Regions from separate parts of the Zea mays genome. Here all the other regions are linked to region 3. A link is a contact called in public Hi-C data. All regions are on one chromosome and are shown on one strand. The core of a region is the stretch at or near the end of the contact, and the rest is flanking DNA. Distances in the headings are between cores, read along the strand shown. Region 1 has its middle 33 kb from the start of LOC118476238. Region 2 has its middle 120 kb from the start of LOC118476238. Region 3 holds the start of LOC103646546 (protein LAX PANICLE 2).

Region 1 (3,221 bases), core at 550-3,049, 420 kb before region 3:
AGGGAAAAAAAATTCGAAGCTGGATGTTTCATTCTTGGTATAAAAAGATAAAAAGGAAATAGAGGATAAATAGATAATGGACGACTCGACTCTAAGCTATCGGTAGCTATATATATGTTCCTCGACAACGATGGTAGAAAAGCTGTTCACATATAAAGTGGCAAACGAGTAAACTACAAGATCGAGCGCAGGGTACGTATATTATTCTAGATATCTACTATTTCCCCATGGGAATAAGAAGTGACTTGTCAAAGGATGAAGAAGAAGCTAGCTTGTGGTAGTGCCATGAACAAGGACTAAATGCTATGTACCGGCCGGTGCTAGCTGAAATTATGGCCCACAAAAAAGTTCCTGCTGGTGTTCCCTGGATAATCCATCGTAGCAGAGTAGGATATATATGCGTCTCTGAGTTGTACTACGTACTATGATTACCCACTCTGGAGGATCGATGTGTTTTACACATACGTGCTGTCCATCCATCAATTGCACGTTGACTATACACTAAGCTAGCTATTCTTCAAAAAATACACTAAGCTAGCTAGGTAGTGCAATAATATTTGTATATGCACGAGCGTTGACCAAACACCCCCACTGTATGTAAGGATATATCAACGCTTGGGTAAAGAATGTATATTTTCATTCTGTTTGTTTTGGTTTTGAACTAAGTAACTGGCTAATGTTATTATTGCCATGTACAGAAAAAAGGATAAAATTTGAAACGATAAACCCAAATTCTTCGTTGGGATTGGTATTGATAAAAGACATAGATATATCACTCTTACTACTATTTTTTCAGTTAAATTTCGTATTAATATATACTTCATTTAGGATCCTGACAGACAGACAGAACATATGTAACTCAATGGGCCGGTATTGATGTCAAGCAAATGAAGCATCTTTCTCAATGATCTTTTCTTGTTCCTTTTGAAAGAAAGAAAGAAAGAAAAGAACATGCAAGTGCCATCGCGCGCGCGCCTGCAAGGTAGGGGGAAGAGGAGCCAACGGCTTTCTGCGCTAGCTGATACTTGATGAGATCGAACACGATTTAGGCGGCTAGCTATAGCTAGCTAGCAGACGCAAGGCTGGATATATATACCAGGCCAGGACTATACAGCGGGTAGCTATACTGCGCGTAGAGCCGTAGACGAAAGGCGACAGATCGAACAAGTTAAAAGGCTCGGAATGAAGCTATAGGAGCACGCGCGTAGGCACAGCCATGGCTCGTCATTTCACTGTTCGTAATCGTAGCTAGTTGGGCTGGCGCCTGGCGGTCTCTCTCTCCTCTCATCTCGCCGGCCTCCTGCAGCCTGCAGGCTGGCCTGGTGGTCTCTGGCTCTGCTCTTCTCCTCTTGCCGGTCGCGGTCGGTCAGGATTGATTGATTCATTCATGCACGCACGCGCGCGCGCGGTTCCATGCCTGCATCTCCTGAAGATCCTCTCTGCTCACAATCTATCGCGCACCGTATTTTCGCAGGGCGAGATCTGTCGCACGTACGCACGCACACACAAAGGCAGCATTCACACGCTACGTAGAGTAGTACGTACGGAGTAGCTACTGTAGGTCTGTAGGTGGCTAGCTAGAGGGCATTACGATTACCATTACTCCTGCGCTGGCTGCATTATATTCTTTGTGCAGGCAGTAGCTAGCTAGCCCTAGGCGCCGCCGCAGTATGTCGCCGCAGTATACATGGTAGCGTCGCATGTGTGTCGTCTGCATGCAGCATGCAGAGGGGGTGTGGCCGGGTGGGCAGCTAAGCTAGCGCGCGCGGTGCAGCCTGCACTGCAGGGGCAGGGTTCATGAATGGGCAGAGGCCAGGGGGCGCATGCAGCACAAATCAAGGGACAGCGCCATCATTCTCACATATGCCCCGGCCCGCCCTAGCTGCTAGTGCCCTGCTGCTGTCCCTGTGCATGTAATTGTGCTGTGTGGCCAGCCACAGCGCCACCCGCTTCGCGCTTCAGCATGCATGCTCTGCTCTCCACTACTACTCGTAGCTAGAGCCTTGAGGTTGAGGGAGTACTAGTACTCACTACTACTGCTACGTACGTACGACGGCTGGACATGATGCTCTGTGCCACTCATCCACAGCGCGCCACCATGGACTTCACTGGACATGGACGCACGCACGCACATTCTTCCACGCGTAGTACGTCGTATGTCATTTAATGGCTACTTAACTGCTGATGATCATCGGTCGTCGGACCATGCATACGCAATGCAGCAGATGCAGGGAGGAAAAGCCTACCGTCTACGTATGCACTGGTCCACGTCCTCTCTTTTCCTCAAATTCCGTGTCCTCAAAAAAAAAAGTTCTAGCATTAATTAGCAACGTGTTACAACTAGGAGTACTACAGTGTAGTATGATTTTAGGTCAAATCGACCCAAGCTACATAAATGAGTATTACATGCATGGTCAAATGGCTAATGTACAGACAATTTTGCTAGCTCTAAGGCTGACAAATTAGCCAATTTATTAGTTAGTCCGTTTGGAGCCCGTGAAGTGCTAAAATTAGATCCAAACAAAACAGGCCATAAATGTGCTATACTACTATGGGCGACAAGTGCCCGTCGTGTGGTAGCATAAATGGAGAACCAATAGAATTAAGCTGGCCCGGATAATATGAGGGGGTTACATACGTTGATGGTAGGCACATAATATACTACTAGCTAGGAGAAAAAAGATTGTGTCACAATATGACATTGTAGGTAATCGGGGATTGGCAGTAGGCATGCGAAAAAAGATACATACTAGCACCGTACCGCGCTTTGACATTACAGGGACGTTGGTGGAGGGGGTGAGGAGGAGGATATCGATGGTTAGCATGGGAGAGGAAAGGGAGTGCCGCGCGCGCGTGAAGACATATGGTTGGGCTAGCTGGGGCAGAGAGAGGGATATGGGGCCATGCATGCATCAAATGACGGTAGATTAAGAAGGAAATTATTCATAGGTATTTTCATGCGTAATAATCAGCTCATGACATGCATGTTGGTCTACGTACGCTAAGCTCCGTCGTCCCCCTGCTGAAATACGTATAATATAGACGTCGACGCTACGCGTGAGATGAATTGAAAGGCATATATGTCACTGATTAAGATAGTCCTGTTCATATAATAACATATATGGGTGACAGTTGCAGAGGATAGTTATGACCAAAAGGGGCTTATATATGCCAAACCCCACAAGGCAATCCTGTGTGTGTGTGTGTGTAATATGAATCGC
Region 2 (3,263 bases), core at 430-2,929, 340 kb before region 3:
CGACCTTGAAATCAACCAAGAACAACTCGTCGATTTCTGCTTGCATCCTTTTCCTAGCGTCTTCTATCCTCTAATATTCTTCATCCGACAGGTTATCCATAGTCTGCTTGATGATGTTGCTAGGGGAGACATCGGAGTTATCCTTTGAACTAGACATATGGGGTCGATCTGGTAAATCAAATCTCAGACTCCCCAGCAGAGTCGCTAAAAACTGTGTTGGCGCGGATCTAGGCACCAAACACTAGGTGTTGTTTTGCTTGGCGGGCTCTCTGTAGCGGTGTGGATGGTCCGTGGCCTAGGGCCAGACGATCCGCGACCTGGAAGCAGGAGCGGGGTTCTCTGCCCCAAGCTAGACAGTCCACGCCTGATGGCCAGACGTTCCACGTGAGCGCAGTGCAGAGTTGTTCGCCAAACAGCACCTAGATGTCGTCCCACGGAGGGACCCCGTCAGGGAGGAGATATCCTAGGGTTTGCCTTGGGATCGATAGGCCACCCAAGATGCCTCTAGGCAACGTAGAGTTGAAGAGAGGTGGAGATTGAGACGAAGAAGGTTACGTTACTGGCTACTCGTAGGGCAAGAAAGTAAAGGAATTGATAAACGAGTTGATTGGCTCTTTTGGGCCAATCGCCTAACGCACCTTAGACCCCGCTCGTGGGGAGCGAGTACCTAGGGTGCTCTCTGCGTGAGCGTGGATCGTCCGTAGTAGGTCAACGGACCGTCTGCAACTTGAGCTCCTGCAGGGTGGCGGATGGTCCGTGCGTGCGTAGAGGTTGCGATGAACTCCTACAGAACCTAGATTTTGCCACCGGGAGAGACCCCGTTAGGGATGAAAGATTTTAGGGTTGTCTTGGGGTTGACACACCACCCAATATGCCTATAGACGACGTTGAGTCGAATAGAGGTGACGATTGAAGATGAAGAAGACTACGTTAGGCTAAGTTACTGCTACTCATAGGACAAGAATGTAAAGGTAATGATAATAGATTGATTTGATCGATTGGATGGCGCCTTAATCGGTCGTATCTTTTTTATATTTATAGGGGAGGTTTGGACCCCTTCTTATACGCATCCCAACAAATTCCTATGTGATTAGCTAGATAAGTACGTGCGGGATAAGAACTCCCGCCTGAGTTAATCTAGTCACGGACCGTCCGCCCCGAGCACGGACTGTCTGAGCCAAACGCCCGGACCGTCTGGTACTTAACAACTAATAAGAGATATAATATCCTACAATCTACTTCAATCCACCTTTAGGCCTTGTTCGTTTGTGCCGGATTGGTGGGTCGGAACGAATCCTGACCGGATTGCTTCTCTAATTTATATAAACTTTGATTAGCTGGAACGATTCCTAGTGCAATCCGATGGAAACGAACAAGGCCTTAACTGAATAAGCCATAGAAAATTATCCTAGCAGAATTTGAGTTTTCAAACTAACTAACGACGATATTTTGAGAGAGAGGCCCGGGGTCGATTCGTAGCTTTCTTTGCCGAGGAAAGAATTGAGATAGAGGTAGCCATCAATCAATTACCCATGAGGTAGTGCTCTTCTGTATATGTGTACTAGTAGGTCAGGAGAACGTACCACTACTACGAGATAGGGGATCCGAGGAGTAGTGTGCTAGTACATGGCCGACCATATATAAATGATTGCCCAGCAGCATGCAGCAGCAGTGGATCCATCGAGTGCTGGCGCGATGGATGATCATGTCGACGGATGGATGGATACGGATCGGAGGACACCTCTGTCTCTCTCTCCCCATCTCCATCTCGCCCCCGTGGTCAAGAGAAGAAACAACAGGAAGGAGGTCATGTCACATCGCTACCAGCTACAGAGGCCGATCGAGAGGGCTTTGAGTGGGAGAAGAGAGGGCGACGTGAACGCCGAGCGGTCAATCAGCTTTTGAATTGGTCGTTTCAGCTCAGCAGGCTGACTCTGACTTGCTCCAGGCCCGGACCATGCACCCATCGTCCATGCCGGCACGCACGCACATTGGTGCCGTACTGCCACCGCTGCGATAGCTCCCTCTCCCCTCCCGAGTCAAAACCCCAAGCCTGAGGCTCTACCAGCTTCAAGTAGAAGTAGGGCAGTTCGCCAGTTCCCACGAGGACCAGTCTGTGTGTGCGCGTGCTTCAGCTTCAGCTAGCCTCGGGTTTTCTCTAAACTTTTACCACACGTACTGCTGCCTAACAAGAGTGATTGTGATGCGAAGGAAAAAAAAAGTCCACCATCAATGCACGCGCACACGCCGCGCTCGCTGTCGATGCGTAGGTTGCATGATATAGACAGAATAACATAACATCGTTACATTCTACCTATCTTAATTGAATAACTTAGTCACCATAAATAAGCCAACCAATTAAGCTAAGCTCTCCCTCTGTTCTAAAATAAAATTCGTTTTTAGGGTGACTAGTACAATATTATGTATGTGTTTTGTATATGTGTCTAGATTTATCATCATCCATTTGAATATAGACATAAAAATCTAGAGCTAATTAAACGACTATTATTTTAGGACGGTAGGAGGAGTTAGTAACCACAGTAGCACTATTGGATTTATTCTGTTTTTCAATAAAACATGTTGGCATTTTTATATGAAAAACTTTTGTATTACGGGTAAAATCGCACTAATAACCTTTTTTGAAGCCTCCAACTTAACAGGTAGTGAGAATATATTTTAGAAGAAATTACTGATCAATTATAACTCAAAAAATGTATTCTATCTGTTTTTGATAGATCATATTAACTCTGTCCTAAGTCAAATATTTGTATCTTCAACCATCGTTTTTAAAATAATATATTTTATAACAAAATATTTATGTTTCTAAAATTTATTTTAAGTAATATTTTCATAATCTGTGTTGTGAAATTATAAGATTTTTTTTTTGAAATGGTGATCCTAATAACAATAATGTTTGATTTAGAACAAAGTTAATGTGGCATGTAAAAAGGGAAGGAGTAACATAAAGTCAAACATAACACTCCCTCATTCCAATTTATAATTCATTTGATTTTTACCCTAAGTTTGATCGACTCGTCTTATTCAAAAAATTATATAATCATTATAAATTTTTACTGTGGTACTGTTTAACATATAATATACTTTAGTTTTGGCTTTTAATTTTTCAGTTTTTCACGAAAATTTTGAATAAGACAAGTCGGTCAAACATGGTCCAAAAAAATCAAACGAATTATAAATTAGTGCGGAGAGAGTAAGTAACTTTGATCGAAGGGATATTTTACACTTTTATGATAAAGAAACCC
Region 3 (3,228 bases), core at 567-3,066:
TTACGTCAGCTTCTCTCTCCCCCTCCCCGCTTTACGTGGAAGTTTAAAACTTAGTTACTAACTTCACATTTATTTCACCTAACAAATATTTTGTTTTTTTGTTAAAACAATCTATTTATATAATATAATAAAACTGTAACAATCCACGTGAATCCGACCAGTAGTTTCTAAGGTGGGAACGAAACTTTTTTTTTTTGCACGCGCTAAAATATTTGCTGAAGATTCTAGATGGAAAATACAATCACCAACCCAAAAAACTAGAATTCAAATTGTCATTGTGAAAACTTCATGATTTAGCTGTTTTTTGAAAGTCGTCCCTACCAATCTCCACAAATTAATGATTTTTTCGCAAAACTAGAATGTTCCGAAAAGAAATTAAAACCATACCAAACTAATGATATAACCTAAAAATCAGGGGATTTGTCGTTGTCAAGATTGTAGCGACCTAATGGTTAGGGGAGAAAATGAAGGTAAACACGAAAATTATTACAGTTTTTATATTTTTGGAAATAAAATAGAAAACAATAACTCCGGAAACGGAAACGACATCAATAATTCAGAAACATCAAAAATGAAAGTTCGATAACCAGTAAAAATCATAACATGTACTCTTAATTGACTTCAAAAATTCATACAAGTCTTACATTCACATAAAAATTAGTAATAATATATAAATATTTACAAATTCATGAATATTAAAGCATATCTCACAAAACATTAAAGCAATATCTCAGAAATACAAGTGACAAACACATACATATAGCTAGAAAGTCAACATAATGGGTATCATCCTTATCTTTCAGGCCCTCGTGTAAATTATGAATATATGTATCAAGATTAAGAATTAGAAAGAAACTATAAATAAGATCTATAAAAGTTTCAAACAACTATAAACAATATAGCATTAGATAGATCTTGATTTAGAAAATTAATAACATTAGTTTCAATTTTTTTAAGTTAAGACCAATATTTATTATCAATTTACAAAGATTTAATATTATTCTAAGCATTAGGTTCCATGGTAAAATATCCAATAAACATGGTAATTTTTGAAAAACGATAGGAAGAGATACAGATTGTTTTTGTTTTCAATTTTTTCTACCGATTTCGTTTCTATATTTTCAGTAATCATTTTTGTTTAGCCTTAAATTTTAGTAAAATTCTGAAAAATTTTCCAGTAACCGAATCGTTTTCAATCCTAGTGTGCCATCTTCCAACCGTTGTTTTAATTTGTTCCTCCAATCCTTCTAATGTTGTGTAGGTCTCACTTATCAATAACTTGTAAAAGTGTGATAGATTTTCTTAGATATGTTACAGTTGTGATGTAGAATTTGAGTGCTTAATCTTACGTAAGTGTGACAGAAAATTATAGTAATTTTTGGCACTTCAATACAACCAAACAGGTTTGTTCCTTTGCAGACACATTTTTTGTCCAGCAATAGCGTGTCGTGGTTGGATTTGCAGAAGCGCCGCCACGTCGCCGCAGCGGCGCTCCGGCCGGCCACGCACGCCGCTGGCCGTGCCGAAAGCCAGCAAGGCAAGGAAGCACAAGTCCCGTACGACCAGCGCAGCGCAGGGCGGCTCGCCGGAGACGACGCGACCCGGGAAAGCAACGCCGGTCGCGGGCGGGGCGGCTACATCATGGTGTTACCACGTAAGCCCCCCAGCCCGCGGGCCTCCACGTCTTCCAAAAAACACCCTGAGGAACGGTGGTTTTGCGTTGCAGCGCTCTGGGCTTCGGACGCACGGCCCCTGCCGTTCCTTTTGTCCCCGCAGGGGTGGGGGGCCCAAAAGTAAATCCTGCTCTCCCCTCCTTCTCTCTCTCTTGCCGCGTCGAAGCTATATGTGCTCGCCTCCGAGGTCTTCTCTCTCTAACATCTCTCCTCCTCTCCTTGCTGCCCCGTGCCATGCTGCTACTGCTCCCTCCACTCTTCCACCTCTAGCAACTTCTTCCGCTCCTCCCCTCTCTCCAGCTCGCTCTCTCTCTCTCCCCTCGCATCTCATCTCCTGTTGTAGTCCACATCCACACGAGCGGTCGTCGCGTCCGCGCGCGGTCAGCCGCCTCCGGTCGCCCCCAGCAAGGAAGGACCGCCAAAAAGGAGCGAGTGCACAGGAGCTAGCGAGGCGCGCGGCGGCCGAGCCGGGTCGGCCGGGCGGATGGAATGAGCCGGCGGCAGCCCGGATGGTCCCGGCTCGGAACCTGCAGCCGCTCGCCCGCGACGCACATGCCACGCCCTGCGCCGCCGCCGCAGGCCTCGGCGTGACGCCGACGGCGCCCATGGCACAGGAGCCCATCGACAAGCACCACAGCGAGCCGACCAAGCCTCCGCCGCCGCCGCAGGAGAGGCAGGCGGACCAAGACACGCGCCGCCACGCCCACGCCTACGGGGAGCAGCAGCAGCGGACGCTGCGGCCGCTCCAACCCGCCGGCGTCCACCACCAGGAGGCCGCGGGCAGCAGCGGGAGCAGCAGCAACGGCGGGGCCGGGGACTGGCTCCGGCTCGGCCTCTCCCCGGCGTCCCCCAGCGCCGGCGGAACGCAGCCCGGCCTAGTCTTCGCAGACCGCGCGGCGGGGCCGCCGTTGCTGCTGTCGTCGCAGCCGCAGACGCGGACGGCATCGGAGGCGCTACGGCCGGGCATGGGCGTGGCACCGGGACCATTCCTGCACCAGGCCGCGCCCGGCATTCCGCAGGCGTCGATAACCCTGCCCGTGCCGCGCGCGGGACCTCCTTGGCTGCCGCCGTGGAGCCCCTCCGCGGTGGCGCCGCCGCTGGTCCCCTTCGGGAACCGCGCGTTCTACACGCCCGGCGCCGCCTCCGGGCTCGACGCCATCAGGGTGGTCCTGCCGCCGTCGGCCGTCGCCGGCGTCTGGTTCGCGCTCCAGGCCGCGCCGCACCAGTGAGTGTTGCACTAGTAGTAACCAACCATGCGAGCATTTCATGTGCGCTGTTGTGTTCATCTATATCACCTCTCTCCTCCCTCTCGATCCCTCCGGACACCACCGTCGGTGGATGGATCCCATGAATCCCTGCAGAATGTGGCGCGTTCTCGAGCATTTATTTTTTCGTTGAATCGCTTGTTACTTTTGGGCGTTGTTTTGAACTCGATTATTTATCCTCTTTCACTCGCTCTTTCCCCACCCTCAAAATTTAACTTGGAACATTGCTGGTTTTTTTATTTTTTTCCTTTTGGTTTGGTTCGTGCAGGGGGAGGGAGCCATTCTTGCCT

The links. A called contact is a pair of places that touch in the nucleus more often than the background predicts.
Region 1: a contact with region 3 is called in a Hi-C map of tassel, with 2.0 times the contacts expected there. The contact joins the enhancer-like site here to the promoter of LOC103646546 in region 3. A contact is called at or near these places in 13 of 25 Hi-C or Micro-C datasets (ear, endosperm, leaf and 3 more) and 1 of 3 datasets of contacts at active chromatin or transcription factors (leaf).
Region 2: a Hi-C map of leaf shows a contact between it and region 3, with 4 times the contacts expected there. The contact joins the enhancer-like site here to the promoter of LOC103646546 in region 3. A contact is called at or near these places in 6 of 25 Hi-C or Micro-C datasets (bundle sheath, ear, leaf and 2 more) and 1 of 3 datasets of contacts at active chromatin or transcription factors (leaf).

Annotation. Positions count from the first base shown.
Region 1 is chr2:66,656,214-66,659,434 of Zm-B73-REFERENCE-NAM-5.0, reverse strand. No RefSeq gene overlaps it. Among protein-coding and RNA genes, the nearest start is that of LOC118476238, 33 kb to the left of the region's middle. Within about 2 kb of position 1,799, at least 10 of the 20 cell types and tissues checked have an H3K27ac peak or open chromatin away from gene starts, as enhancers often do. A contact at or near this core is called in ear and tassel, where this site is marked.
Region 2 is chr2:66,573,872-66,577,134 of Zm-B73-REFERENCE-NAM-5.0, reverse strand. No RefSeq gene overlaps it. Among protein-coding and RNA genes, the nearest start is that of LOC118476238, 120 kb to the left of the region's middle. Within about 2 kb of position 1,679, at least 14 of the 20 cell types and tissues checked have an H3K27ac peak or open chromatin away from gene starts, as enhancers often do. A contact at or near this core is called in bundle sheath, ear, leaf and 2 more, where this site is marked.
Region 3 is chr2:66,235,572-66,238,799 of Zm-B73-REFERENCE-NAM-5.0, reverse strand. It overlaps LOC103646546 (protein LAX PANICLE 2), which reads left to right and starts at 1,816. Exons shown (of 4, transcript XM_008671270.4): 1 at 1,816-2,898; 2 at 3,207-3,228. The coding sequence starts at 1,844.